Linked DNA regions of Oryctolagus cuniculus: region 1 is linked to region 2. Evidence: chromatin contacts called from public Micro-C data. All regions are on one chromosome and are shown on one strand. The core of a region is the stretch at or near the end of the contact, and the rest is flanking DNA. Distances in the headings are between cores, read along the strand shown. Region 1 holds the start of FTH1 (ferritin heavy chain 1). Region 2 holds the start of LOC127487478 (a long non-coding RNA gene).

Region 1 (6,925 bases), core at 1,417-3,916, 36 kb before region 2:
AAAGGGCATAAGCCCGCTGCGTCGCCGTTTGATAAATGAGGGCAGGTGCTACTGTCCAAGTGATTTCTGACACTCGGACGCTGCTGGTCACAAAGCACCCCAAGAGCTGTTCACCTTGATGTCCTGAAGGAAGATCCGGCCCCCTCGCTGGTTCTGCAGCTTCATCAGTTTCTCAGCGTGTTCCCTCTCCTCGTGAGACTGGTGGAGGAAGTATTTGGCAAAGTTCTTCAAAGCCACATCATCACGGTCAAAGTAGTAAGACTGAAAGAAGAACATGGACACAGTCCGTCAGGGATTCCCCAGGGAAGGAAGCTGCCGATGGCCACGGGCAGTACACCATGGAATTGCCTTGGGCACAGAGTGTCTTTTTTAAAGATTTATTTACTTGAAAGGCAGAGTTAGAGGGAGGGAGCGCTGAGAGAGATCTTTCATCTGCTGTTTCAGTTCCCAAATGGCTGCAACGGCCGGGGCCGGATCGGGCAGCAGCCAGGTGCCAGGAACTCCATTAGGGTTTCCCATGGGGGTGGCAAGGGCCCACTGCTTTCCCAGGCACAGTGGCGTGGAGCTGGACTGGAAGTCAAGCAGCTGGGCCTGGAGCCGGCGCTCATACGGGATGCCGCGGTTGCAGCCGTGTCGGCTGTGCCACAACACCGGCCCCAAGCAGTGTCTTAAGCATCTGTATTAACACAGTGCCATGTTTGGGGCGGGTGGCAGAGTATGTACCTGGCACTTCTGTCCCCTCTTCCCTTCCTCCCTGATCAACCATGCTACAACCTGCCAACTGTACAGCGGGCTGCCGATTTAAATATTAACACCAAGATGACAACTGTGGGCAATATATTGGCATACACATATTATCAGCAGAAAGGAAAAAAAAATCAGATTTTTCAGCTTTGGACACTTGCTGTGTTTGAGTGATGCTGAAAGGGAACGGGCAGTCACAGAAACCCAGGGTCCATCCATTTTCAGCTCTGCTTGGAACCTGCCTCTTCTTGGACAATTCGCACAACCACAAGGCAACTCTAGACCCGACTGCCCCCCACCCCACGGAAACCCAGTCTCACTAATGCATGGGAGGATTCCTTCCCCGGGAACCAACTTGAACCAAGTACTCTGGGGTTCTCTTCCAAAGAAAGGACAGAAGATAAAGCACTCCAAGGCGCAGGGACTGCAGGAAGGGAGATCTCTGGAGATATGGTTCAATGCAAGTGGGACTTGGAGATAAGCAGAGAGGTGGAGACGGTTGCTCAGAGAGGGGTCGGCCCCCAGAGATAAGCCACTGTGCACCAGCCCCCAAGGCTGTCATGAGACACCACTACCCAGAGGGCCCTGCGGCACCCAGGGGGATCGCAGCTGGATCCTGCTCCGGGACACGTGATCGGGGGCAGGGGCCCACCTCCGTGACTGTACAGGCTGCAAATCTTGCAACCCTGGAGTCTCAGGATGCCGGGCTCTCTATACAGAGGTGTCAGGGCCAAGGAGGAGTCCTCCGAGGCGACAGTGCAACGGGCCAACTGCCCGGACTCCTGCGCCAGCGGCAGTCCGGGGCGAGGCGAGCAGCCTCCATTTTCCACACGGGCGCACGGAGGCGGCGGTGGGGAGCCCGCCCCCGGCCCCGCCCTGTCCCCGGGCCCCTGAGGCCCGCCCGCGCTCACCATGGACAGGTAGACATAGGAGGCGTAGAGCTCCAGGTTGATCTGGCGGTTGATGGCGGCCTCCGAGTCCTGGTGGTAGTTCTGGCGCACCTGCGAAGAAGACGCGGACGTCATGGCGGGCGGCTGAGAGGCGGCGGCGGCGGCGGCGGCTGCACGGAGCTGGAGCGGCGGCGAGGGCCTGCGGGCGGTCCGAGGGCGCTGTGAGAAGCTGGCGGAGGGCTGGCTCTGAGTGGCCGGCTGGGGCGGGGGTCGAGCGCCGGGTTCCGTCCAAGCACTGTTGAAGCAGGAAACCGCGGCGACTCTCGGCGAAGAACGTCTGGCGCAGACGGCAGCCCGCCGCGCTCTTATAGCGGGAGCGGGCGTCAGGCCCGCCTCGGCCAATCGGCACTGCCCGCTGCCGGGCCACGCCCCTTCCGGTGGGCGCGCTGTTCCCGCCCCGCGGGGGCGGGGGGGACCCCAGAGGCGGGGTGTCCCGGGGTCCGAGGTGGGGAGGCGTCCCTGTGCCCCCAGGCCCCGATTAGTGGGTTTGGGAGGGAGAGGGGCGGAGAGGCAGGAAGCCCGTCCTGGAGCCCAGTGGGGTTGGGGGGCTTTAGAACTGGGGTGGGGGGAAACGGGACGATTCTCGAGCCCCAAGCTCGGGTGGGGGTCCCGACACTGCGGGGTGGGGGGTGTCCAGGGACGTGGTGTTAGAATCGTGGCAGTGGGGGAGCAGTTACCATACCCCGAGGCAATTACCTCGTAAAGCAAATTGGAAAATGGGCGGTAACAGCGTGGGCCGGGGGGCCTCGCTGGCCGAGTGAGTCAGTAGTTGGGCTGGGAACGGCCACTTTCTCTTCCCCAGAGTCTGGCGAGGGACCCAGGGCAGCAGAAGCGGAGGGAGCCCCACGGCCGCCGGTTTGGGGTCGGGTCCCCCGCTCCCCTCCCGCCCTTCTCGCTCCGGCCACCACAGCTGCCTTCAGCAGAAAGCAAACATGGCTCCTGGTGCGCTTCGTAGCAAACAAAAGCTGGGCGGGCCGTGTTAGGGAGCGACCCCTCTCCCGAGGGAGAGGGAGTCGCGGGGTGACCAGAGCCGCTGGGGCGAGCGCTGGGGACTCAGAGGCGGACCTCAGGGTCACCGGGAAGGAAGAAAACACTGGAGCTGGAGGCAGGCTGCAAGATGGCCTCTTCTCACGGGCTCCAGGCTGAGAGGGCCGCGGGGCTGGTGGCAGGTGCCCGGCGCGCGGGGCCACCGTCTGTGGCTTGCAGCCGTGTCCTGCAGCGGCGCCGCGCAGGTGTGCGTTTGTGGGTGGCAGACCTGGAGCTGGCCCCGGGCTAGGCCCTGGCTGGGAGGTGACGCGTTTTCCAAGCAGGCCTGTTTCACATAAAAAGGGTCCTCAATAAAGCTGGACTTGCAGCCCCCCCCCCCCCAACCACTGAAAAGCAACTCTATGGAAATACTAGAAGAGCTAGAATTAGGGTGATTTCTCCTTAGGGGGTTTTACCATGTTCATTTCAAAATGAATCGAGGCTACTTTCACCGGGAAAAACAGTTACTGGCTTTAGGGCTGCAGAAGAGCAAGATGTTGCCAGGCAATGGGACGCCTACCCAGTCTGGCCAGCTCAGGGAAGGTTTCCCTAAGCAAGTGATCCTTGAGCTAGGAAGGTTTCCCTAAGCAAGTGATCCTTGAGCTAGGAAGGTTTCCCTAAGCAAGTGATCCTTGAGCTAGCTTTGAAGAAAAAAGTTAGCGGGAAGGTGCAATAGGGGAGGGAGGTGGGAAGAGAATTCCAGGCAGCCAGGCAGTGGGAACAGCATGTGTAAAGTGCACAGTAGATACGTTGGTTTTGTTATTAGAAACCTTGCACTGAATCAGAGGAAAAACTGTTAGGATAAAAATCCAGTGTAGGCACCGTATGCTTGTACAGGATGCAGAGTCTTCCTATGTAAAAGTAGCCAGCAGCTAGAATGGGTAATAAAAGTGTGGATGAAAGAATGCCAACTTCACTTCTATTGGCAGCAAACACTTCAAAGTACCTAAGAATAAAGTTAGTATGAAATGTATGAAGACATTGTGCAGCAGGTTAAGCTGTCGTCTGTGACTCCGGCATCCCATATAGGCCCCGCTCGAGTCCCGGCTGCTCCACTTGGCATCCAGCTCCCTGCTAATGCACCTGGGAAAGCAGCAGGAGATGATCCCCATGCCTGGGCCCCTTGGCACTCCTGTGGGAGACTCAGGTTGAACTCCTGGCTGTTGGCTTTGGCCTGGCCCAGCTTAGGCAGTTGTGGCCATTCGGGGAGTGAGCTGGCAGTTGAAAATCTCTCTTCTCATTCTGTGTCTCTGTCTCTCTGTAACTGCTACTAAATCAATTTTAAAAAAGCAGGTAATAAGAGAGCTGGACTAAAAAAAAAAAGTAAAAACTTCCATAAATGAGTGGCCAGTCTTTGTTTTGTAAAGATGTCAATTCTCCCTGAATAAACCTATACATTCAACGCAATTTCCATAAACCAGTGGGGTTTGTTTTAGGGGTGTGTGTGTGTGCGCACGCGTGTGTGTGCACGTGTGTGTGTGTGTGTGTGTGTGTAGGCAGGGAACTTGACACAAGGATCTAAAGTACATTTGGAAGAGTCAGTGTGTAGAAGAGCTGCTAGATATTTGGAAAAAAAAAAAGATTATGAGAGTTAATTAGCTTTCCCTGATACTTAAAATACAAGAAAGTACTATAAGCAGTGTGGTACTGGCACAGCAGGGGATGACTCGCTTATGCAGTAAGAGCGCTAACTATATATATATATTATATATATGGGAACTCGGCGTGTACTAAAGTGATGTTTCAGGTTCAGGAAAGAACGGCTTCAGCAAACGATGCTGAAACAATTGACACTCATGTGGAAAAAGGTGACTCACTCTGTATTTAAAAATACATTTCCAGATGGATTTAAAAAAATCCAAGCCTTAAAACAAAAAAAACCCTATGAAGTTCGAGAAGAATATATAGAAATTATCTTTCATAATTTGGGATAGAGAGTGTTCTTCCAAGGCTGTCAGAAGGATGGTTGGCAGGTTTGACCACTTGAAAATGGAAAACTGTGAGTCGGGAGATGTAAACACTTAAAACTGAAATGACAAGTTGGGTTGATATTTGTAGGTCATATAAGTGTTGAATAATAACCAAGATATATACATACATGTGTATATATATGTGTTTACATACATGATAATACCTCAAAAACGTTCATGAGAAAGTAGAATTAAAAGATAAGTTTAGGCCGGCGCCGCGGCTCACTAGGCTAATCCTCCGCCTTGCGGCACCGGCACACCAGGTTCTATCCCGGTCGGGGCGCCCGATTCTGTCCCGGTTGCCCCTCTTCCAGGCCAGCTCTCTGCTGTGGCCCGGGAGGGCAGTGGAGGATGGCCCAAGTGCTTGGGCCCTGCACCCCATGGGAGACCAGGAGAAGCACCTGGCTCCTGCCTTCGGATCAGCGCGGTGCGCCGGCCGCAGCGCGGTGACCATTTGGGGGGGTGAACCACTGGCAAAGGAAGACCTTTCTCTCTGTCTCTCTCTCTCTCACTGTCCACTCTGCCTGTCAAAAAAAAAAAAAAAAAAAAAAGATAAGTTTGTTTTGGTGCAAAAATTTTTTAAATCCATGCATATCTTTTTAATAAAATGCATTTTCTGTGAACTTTCTGAAGGCCCTTATATATGCTATAAACATATAAACCACACCTTTCCCTAAGGGCTTTTTGATTGTCTTCCCTGCTCCTGTCACTTGTGAGCCCCTGGAAGAGGGGCCTTGTTTCTTTCTTGGTCTCTGCACCCCCTGCCCTCCTAGCATTTTGCAAAGGACTTGTCCCTTGGTGCTCAGTGGTTCTTGCACAAACAGATGGATGCATGGCTGACATGTTCAGGATGGCGTCAAGTTGGGCAAGAAGGCCGCTACCAGCTGGGAGACACCTATCCTAGTTCTCAAAGAGCAGAGGAGGCAGAAAGCAGATTTGAGAGGCAAGGAGAAGACAGGATGAGGTGGCTGAATGGATCATGTCGGGGGTTGGGAGTGGGTCAGAGAGTCCCCCAGCTTTTTGGACACTGGCAGCCGGGTTGCCGCTCCCATCCGTGAGCCAGAAGTCCAGGACTTGCAGGTCTGGGAAAAGGCTGCTGGGGAGGCCGGTTTGGTTTTGGCCTGAAAGTGCTGAATTCCAGGGCCTCCAGGTAGACAGAGGCAGCATAGAGTCGGACCCACAGGAGGGAAGCTGGTGTGTTGTAGGGGAGGTCTCATGAATTAGGGTTGGCTCCACACTTTGGTTAGACACCTAGGTAGCTGCAGTGAATGGCAAAACTACGGCTGCAGAAGCGCTGGGAAAGGCTGGCTGGTGTGTGTGTGTGTGTGTGTGTGTGTGTGCACGCACGCACGTACAACCAGGCCCCACCTTTTGGGAACCTACATGTCGAAATTGCTACATCCAAGCCTCCGGACTGTTCTGAAGCTGCGGTCTGGCCTTTGGACCTTGGCTGAGCGGTATCCTGTCCCCACCCCCACTGCCGCCCCAGCTCCTCGTGATTTTGAGAGGCGTGGAGTTTGGCTGGTCTCCCAGGACAACCGCTCCCAGCGGGAGGGACTGCGGTGGAGGGAAGAGCCAGCCCCTTGTTTCTGGAGGAGAACAGCCCACGCTGCCTGCCTGCCGGCGCAGGGGGGCCGTGGTGGGGGCTCCTGTGGAGAGCTGCTGCCCCTGCATGACTCAGCAGTCTGCAGGGCTGCAGGGCTTGAGGCCGGCCTGCAAAAGTGCTTTGTCATGGTGGGGAGGGGAAGTCGGAAGGCCTGGAGGGCCGTGGCCTAACTGTGGGAAGAGGGAGGAAAGAGTGGGCATTTCCTAATGGGACGAAGACCAGAGGCTGGCCTGGGGTGTCTGGGGAATTCCAGCCTGGTCTCTGAGGGTGTTTCTGTTGCCAAAAGGTGGGGTGGGGGTGTCACTTTCCCTCCTTGTCGCCTTCCCAGTGCCCTGCCGCCTCTGTGAGTTCTCGGTAGATGTTGGGCCTCTTTGCTTTCCAGGGGTGCTGGCTCTGCAGATAGAATCTGGGATTCCACAGCTAGGAAACTGCAGACTTCGAATATTAAAGGCCTGGCCTGGAAGGGGCTTTAGGGCGCCTGAAGCCCCGTGTTTTACAGATCGGGAGGCGAGGCCTGTCCAAGGTGGCTGAGACCTGGCAGGATGGAGCCCCCTGTGGAAAACGGCACAGTAAATGTGGTGTGGGAATGTGTACACGGAACAATGTGAAGTGAAAAACAGCCCACAATG
Region 2 (7,154 bases), core at 569-3,068:
CTGCTGCCTCCTCATCTGTGGATAGATGCGACTCTTGTCCCAAACCTAGTCCTTGGGATTCTGATCCAGCACTGTTGATAAGGAGCAGAATTTTGGTAACAAGCTGGGGGTGGATTTCACATAATGAGGATGTTTTGGCTTTCTCTGCCTGGAAGGTGGAGTTGCACAGGGCTGCTGCTCATGCTTGCGTTAGGTAGGAAGTCAGATATGAGCTTATGTGTGTGTGACAAAGGCCTAAAGGGAAGATGTCTATGTCCAGCAGATGCATCTCAAAGTCATCCTGATAACATTTCAGGGGCAGCCCAGTGTTTGCATCCTGCCCTGCCCCCTCCTACCTGATAACCTGCCAGGTGGGGGTCCCTGCCCCTTCTGACTGATAACCTTCCAGGTGCAGCCCAGTATCTGCACTTCAAATGCCCTCCCTGCCTTTCCTCCAACGGGGTGGCGCCAGCCAGACTTCCCCCTGTCTGATAACTTCAGGGAGAAAACTCAGATAGGAGTTTTTCTATTTATATCCATAAAGTCTTTTGTTTCAGGAGGAGATGTGTGAAGACAAAGACCCATTTCCTTAAAAACCCCGACCTCAACCGGACTGCGCGCTCAGCCCTCTGCCTCACTGCCGAGCCGCCGCCTGGCCTGGTTAGGTGTAATCTCTCCACTCAACCATGTAACCTCGCTCCCCCCGTCCCCCAGTCTGAGCAACTGGGCACTCTCTCTCAGGTTCTGTCTGGAGAGGTGCCCATCCTTTCTTATGGATGTCCCTTCCCTAATAAACTCTGCTACTTTACTTTCCACTACTCTCTGTCTCACACCTGAATTCTTTCTTGCACGAAGACAAGAACCCTGCCATTCACAGATAACACTTAGACTCCCTCACCTGGCTTCAGTCGGGTTGGGGCCCACAGTTTCTTACCAAGGGGAGATCACCAGGGAACCTGTTTCCATCTAACCCCGTGTGACTTGTGCCCACCCACAAAGTCACGAGGCGAACTTGAACTAGGATTAAAACAGAGGATGGGATATTGGAATTTCTGACAATGAAGGCCAGTACTTGCTCTCCCCACCACAGGAGTGGGGCAGGGGGCGGGGGGTCTCCCCAAGCTCCAGTTCCTAGGCTGAGTTGCCTCCCCTGGAACTGGGTGCCAGGAAGCTTTTCCTGACACTGCTGGTGGGCAGGGCAGGGACAGGAGACAGCACTAGCTGTGGATGGCAAATCAAGCCAGGAGTCTGGGCTAACTAATAGCCTGTGTGTCCCAGAACCCTAACCTCTTCCCCCAGGGCCAGTACCCTGAGCCCGCAGCCATGAATAGGATGCTGTGTGTTCACGGGGAAGCTGCTGCCCCCGTCCCCTGGCCTCTGTGCCGGTTCTCAGAACCATGAGTAATCCTGGCAGGTGAGAGGCCCAGGGGAGTCACTAATGGGCTTGCTTCACATGCAGCATTCAGCAAGCAGCCCCCAAGCACCCAGCTCCACAAGAGACTCCCCCAGAGGCTGCCAGCAGCTCCAAGTCACGCGACTTCCAGGGCGGGCTTCGGCTAGCTTGCCTAGGGGATAGGAGAGGCGGGGCTGGGAGACAAAGACAAATCAGAGGTGGATTCTGCCCTGATTGACACAGAGTAAGGAAAGGCCCCGAATTCCTAAGATCGAGGCTCTGCTGTGAGACCCACTTGGCAGCGATGGGGGCCGAAGGTAGGGCTGGGGTAGGGAGCCCAGCAAGCTGGGAGTCCTGGCCTCTGGGACTGCTTTGTTGAGCTCTGCTCTCTGGCTCTCTGGGAGGCTGAGCTGCTGGGAAACTCCCACCACACACTGCACCGCCTGGCGACTTTCCCGGAACCTTCTGTAGGGCACGCCAAGAAAGGATCTGCCCGCAGAGCCCTGCGGCTACAAATCCTCGCTTCTCTAACCTGGCAGTGAGCCAGGAAAAAGCTCCCGCCCCTCCCGGGTGGACGCCTCCAGTAACAGCAACAAACAGGAAGGCAAAGGACGTTGGGTGCCCAGATTCTCCATTCCGGGCAGTTCTTACTGCATCACCTCGGGGCTTGTCTCAGCAAGCTGTGCTGGTTCTACCGAGGAGGCAGGATCACAGGGCCCAAGTGACCTCCCAGGGGTCACATCGAATGGTCCTCTGTATCTCCATTTTCTTCTTTTCTTTTCTTTTCTTTTCTTTTCTTTTCTTTCTTTCTGGCAGAGTTAGACAGTGAGAAAGAGAGACAGAGAGAAAGGTCTTCCTTCCGTTGGTTCACCCCCAAATGGCTGCTACGGCCGGCGCACGCGCTGATCCAAAGCCAAGAGCCGGGCACTTCCTCCTGGTCTCCCATGCGGGTGCAGGGCCCAAGCACTTGGGCCATCCTCCACTGCCTTCCTGGGCCACAGCAGAGAGCTGGACTGGAAGAGGAGCAGCCAGGACAGAATCCGGCGCCCCGACCGGGACTAGAACCCCAGGTGCTGGCACCGCAGGTGGAGGATTAGCCTAGTGAGCCGCGGTGCCAGCCTATCTCCATTTTCTTATTCCAAGTTCTTGCCCACTCAGAGATAAGAATTCAAAGCAGAGGCACAAACACAGCTCGCAAGTGACAGCGGGATTTAGAGAGTGAATATCCTTTCCCGTGTGAGAGTGGGCTGCCCCTCACAGGGAGACACTGCCATGAGTGGGCCAGAGGATCCCCTGCGGGGACCATGGTGATGAGGAGAGGCTGGAGAAGGACCAACGAGGGCCAAGAAGCCAAAAGGCAAACAGGCCGCTTCGGGCCTCTTTTATGGGGTAGAGAGTGGCGCCCTAATTGAACATACAAATAGAGTGCGGCCTGGGTGAGGTCTAGTATGTGCGAGGCTTTCTGGGAGTTTCGCTCCTTCACACGGCCATAATGGCATCTCCTCCTTCCTGGGCATGGATGAGAACCAGGAGCATCATGGGAAAGTGGGTATGCTAGACTGATGGGTAAGGGGTGGAGTTACAATGAAGGGCTAGAGGCAGACGTTATCAGGGACATCTTCCAGCTCACCTATTCCTACCTATCTTCCTGCCTGTCTCCCCCACATAAACATCAATCAAGTACCATGGCCAGAATCCGCACTCAGGTAAATTGACCCCCTCCTCTACGTCAGGCCCACCTTCCCCATCACCTGGAGGATAAGATGCAGGCTCTGCAGGGGGTCACACAGGGCCCTAGAAGAGCTGCTCCGCCCCCTTTCTCATCTGCTCCACGCTTCAGCCAAGACACCTGCCCCAGGCCACCTTTTCTTTGCATGAGCTGTTCCCTATGCCAGGAGCGTCCTTGACACCCCCCCTCCGCCTCCCACTCCTCCCGTTCCTCTTGGGTAAGTTCTGCCAGAGCCTTCAGGCTTGATTCCTTCCCCTGGGCCTGCATCTCAGGGGAGAGTTAAGTTTCACAATCAAAGAACAAGGAGGAACTCCGAGGCCATCGAGGCCATCGTCCTGCTTGAGTGTGGAGCTGACTCAGCCAGGGTTTCCCCCAGCCCTGCGCCACCTGTCTTCCTCCTGCTGAGCCTCACGTGAGGTGGTTGCCAGGCATTTAGGGGCTGTGTCATGTATTAGAATTTTCCTGTGTGTGGCAACCGCTGTCTTGGAGAAAACAGCTGACTCCGGCTTCCACGTCACCCCCACCCTGGGACTGGTGCTCTCTGAGTGGAGTGGCGGCCGGGGCAGGAGGGGTGGAGCCAAGGATCATTCCTGAAGGTGATTACTGTGGGGTTGCATCATGTGTACCTGTAACTGATTAGACTTCAACTTCGAGTTGTATTTGGCAAAGAGACTCTAAAATATAAAATATGAAGGTATGCCTACAGGTGGTATTGCTAAATTTAAGAAAATGCCTGAATTTTCTTTTTATATGTTTTTTTTAAAAAAGATTTAGTATTTGTTTATTTTAAAGGTAGAGTGATGGAGAAGAGAGGGAGAAACACACACACACAGAGGCAAAGAGAGAGAGAGATCGTCCATTCACTGGTTCACTCCCCAGATGGCTGCAACAGCCAGGGCTGGGCGAGGCAGAAGCCAGTATCCAGGAGCTCTATTCTGGTCTCTCATGTGTCTGGCAGGGATCCAAGAACCTGGCCATCTTCTGCTGTTGTCCCCGGTGCAATAGCTGCCAGCACTGTGGCCAGCACTATAAAGCACTGCACCACGACGCTGGCTTCTGAACCCCCTTGAAAAGAGGAAAAGCTTGGGGAGATTACCTTGGGGGCTTTTGCTGAATCTTCAATATTTTGTTTTAATACTTGAAACAATAGGCAGCAAACATGGTGCAATGTTGGACATTACACTGGACATAGCTGAGTGGTGAGCAAAGAGGTCTCTGTTACATTCTCATTTGTGCTTTCCCATTAGTCTGGACTAGTTCCCAAGTACTAATGTGATGGCCGTGCTTGTCCCTCTGTGGGGCACTGTGGGAGGCTGAGTGGTAGCGCCCAGACATGTTGATGTCCTCATCCCAGAACCTGTGAATGTTGCCTCAAGTGCCCAGTGAGGCCTCAGAGATACAATGAAGTTAAAGGTTTGAGATGGAAGAGATTAGCTTGGATTATTTGGGTATGCCGTCTGTAAGCACACGGTTGTGAGAAGGAGTGGGCAGCAGGCTCAGCCAAGGGAGATCTGAAGACGGAGGCAGAACCCTGGTGACATGGCCACGAGTTCTCAGTGAACATGGCCGGTCAGCCTCTGGGACAGATTCTCCCCTGGAGCCTCCAGGAGGGGCACGGCCCTGCTGACTTCTGCCTGCCACAGATCAACGATCTGTGTATTTCAGCCACAGTTTCATGGTGGTTTGCTGCGGTAGCAATGGGTGACCCATAGAGGCCAGGTGAGCAGCCCATACAGGAGCGCCGCCACGCCAGGCGGTGGTCATGACTTCTCAGTGTGGCAGCAGGAGGAAGGTGTTCCTCTGGCCCAGGATGGCAGGGCTGGCATTTCTGAGTCGGAGTTGTCAGTCCTGTGCTTGCACTGTGGTCTGGACAGCTCTGGGTGTCTGTTGCAGGAACGCAAGATGCCTAAGTCTCCTGACCAAGCATGTGGTCAGCAGCAGCAACATAGGATGGCTGTGTTTGTCACTTTTCTGTGGCTATAACAAAAAACCTGGGGTTGAGTATTAATGAAGAAAGTTCTGGGAATTTTTTTATTGAGGTTTTTTTTTAAAAGGTTTGTTCATTTTATTTGTAAGACAAAGTTACAGAGAGAGAGAGGGAGAGACAGAGAGAGTAAGAGATCTTCCATCAGCTGGTTCACTTGTCAAATGGTTGCAATAGTCAGAGCTGGGCTAGACCAAAGCTAGGATCCTCTTCCTGGTGTCCCATGTGGGTGTAAGGGCCCAAGCACTTGGGCCATCCTCTGCTGCTTTCTCAGGCACATTAGCAGGGAGCTGGATTGGAAATGGGGCAGTCAGGAATTGAACCGGTGCCCATATAGGATGTGGTGCTGCAGGCAGTGGTTTTACTTGCTGTGCCACAGATCAGCCCCAGTTTTGGGAATTTAAGAACATGGTGGGGCTGGCACTGTGGCATAGTGGGTAAAGCCACCACCTGCGGTGCCAGCATCCCATATGGGCTCCGGTTCAACTACTGGCTGCTCCACTTCTGATCCAGCTCTCTGCTATAGCCTGGGAAAGTAGTAGAAGATGGCCCAAGTCTGTGGGCGGCTGAACCTCCATGGAAGACCCAAAAGAAGCTCCTGGTTCCTGGCTTCAGATCAGTGCAGCTCCAGCTATTGTGGCCAACTGGGGAGTGAACCAGCAGATGGAAGACCTCTCTCTTTCTCTCTCTCTCTGCCATTCCTCTCTGTGTAACTCTGACTTTTAAATAAAGAAAGAAATAGATCTTAAAAAAAAAAAAGAAGAAGAACATGGTGTCAGCACCTGCTTGGCTCTGGTAAGGGCACCCTTGGCTGGGTGTCAACATGGTAGAGATGGGCAAAGACAAATAAAAAACATCCTTTCAAGTAAATAAAACTGCCCAGTCCATGTTGGGTGTTAGTGGTGACAATGTAAGGTCTATACCTTGCAGAGAAGGCTACTGGGGGCAGAGAACAGCACTGAGGGCTTTTCAGGGGACCTGGGGCTCCAGTTGGCTCCTGCTTAAGGTCCTAGAATTGTACTGGGAGAGGCACGGGGATTGGAGCCGTAGGGGTAGTGGTGGGATGATGGTGTCTGGAACTGGGGGTGTGCTGTCAGAGTTTCAAGAGGAAAAAGGACAGGATGGGCGAAAGTCTGAAGGTGCTGGAGCATGATTCTGGATTCATGATTCTGGGTGGGGGGGAGCAGTTGAGGGCGGGCAGGGTCTGTGCTGGGAAAAGTCTAGTCTGTTAAGTTAAACCCAAATCAAACCCAAGTGTGCCTTCGGTGGCACATCTGTGCCCTTGAGTACCCCCTCAATCTTCAGGCGAGAGAGAGGAAGAATGGGTCGGGTAGAGACCCGGCATTGGCAGGTGGTCTGAAGAGGATGAGGAGGAAGCCTTAGGCTGGTGCCGTGGCTCACTAGGCTAATCCTCCGCCTTGCGGCCCCGGCACACCGGGTTCTAGTCCCGGTCGGGGCGCCAGATTCTGTCCCGGTTGCCCCTCTTCCAGGCCAGCTCTCTGCTGTGGCCAGGGAGTGCAGTGGAGGATGGCCCAAGTGCTTGGGCCCTGCACCCCATGGGAGACCAGGATAAGTACCTGGCTCCTGCCATCGGATCAGCGCAGCACGCCGGCCACGGCGGCCATTGGAGGGTGAACCAACGGCAAAGGAATACCTTTCTCTCTGTCTCTCTCTTTCGCTGTCCACTCTGCCTGTCCGAAAAAAAAAAAAAAAAAAAAAAAAGAAAGAAGGAAGGAAGCCTTAGCCTTCTAATCACATGCGTGGAAAGGCTCGCTGGAGACGGGGAGTGAAGACTAAGCAGAGGTCAAGCAAGACAGCTGAGCAAGGGAGATTATTCCCAGGAAGTGAAAGAGATACCGTAGGATGCACGTGCAGGCTCTCTCCCCGGAGAAGAGTGAGCCATCAGAACTGCAGCCACAACTGTTTGGTTGCTTGCATTCAGGTCTGATCCAAGCACAATTTAGAGCCAGGGTCACAGCCCAGAGGAGGCCCCGCCTCCCTGAGTGCTCCAGACAGTAAGGAGGAGGCGTGCAAAGCGATGGAGAGCCATCCGCAGAGGCACACTGAAC

What was found. Hi-C and Micro-C count contacts between places; a contact is called where the count stands out from the background.
Region 1: a contact with region 2 is called in a Micro-C map of ear pinna, with 3 times the contacts expected there. The contact joins the promoter of FTH1 here to the enhancer-like site in region 2. A contact is called at or near these places in 6 of 6 Hi-C or Micro-C datasets (ear pinna, embryonic fibroblasts, liver and 3 more).

Annotation. Positions count from the first base shown.
Region 1 is chr1:10,207,736-10,214,660 of mOryCun1.1, reverse strand. FTH1 (ferritin heavy chain 1) reads right to left here and starts at 2,666. Exons shown (of 4, transcript XM_008274404.4): 1 at 1,656-2,666; 2 at 115-261. The coding sequence starts at 1,769.
Region 2 is chr1:10,170,560-10,177,713 of mOryCun1.1, reverse strand. LOC127487478 (a long non-coding RNA gene) reads left to right here and starts at 7,134. Exons shown (of 2, transcript XR_007914322.2): 1 at 7,134-7,154. Within about 2 kb of position 1,818, at least 8 of the 8 cell types and tissues checked have an H3K27ac peak or open chromatin away from gene starts, as enhancers often do. A contact at or near this core is called in ear pinna, where this site is marked.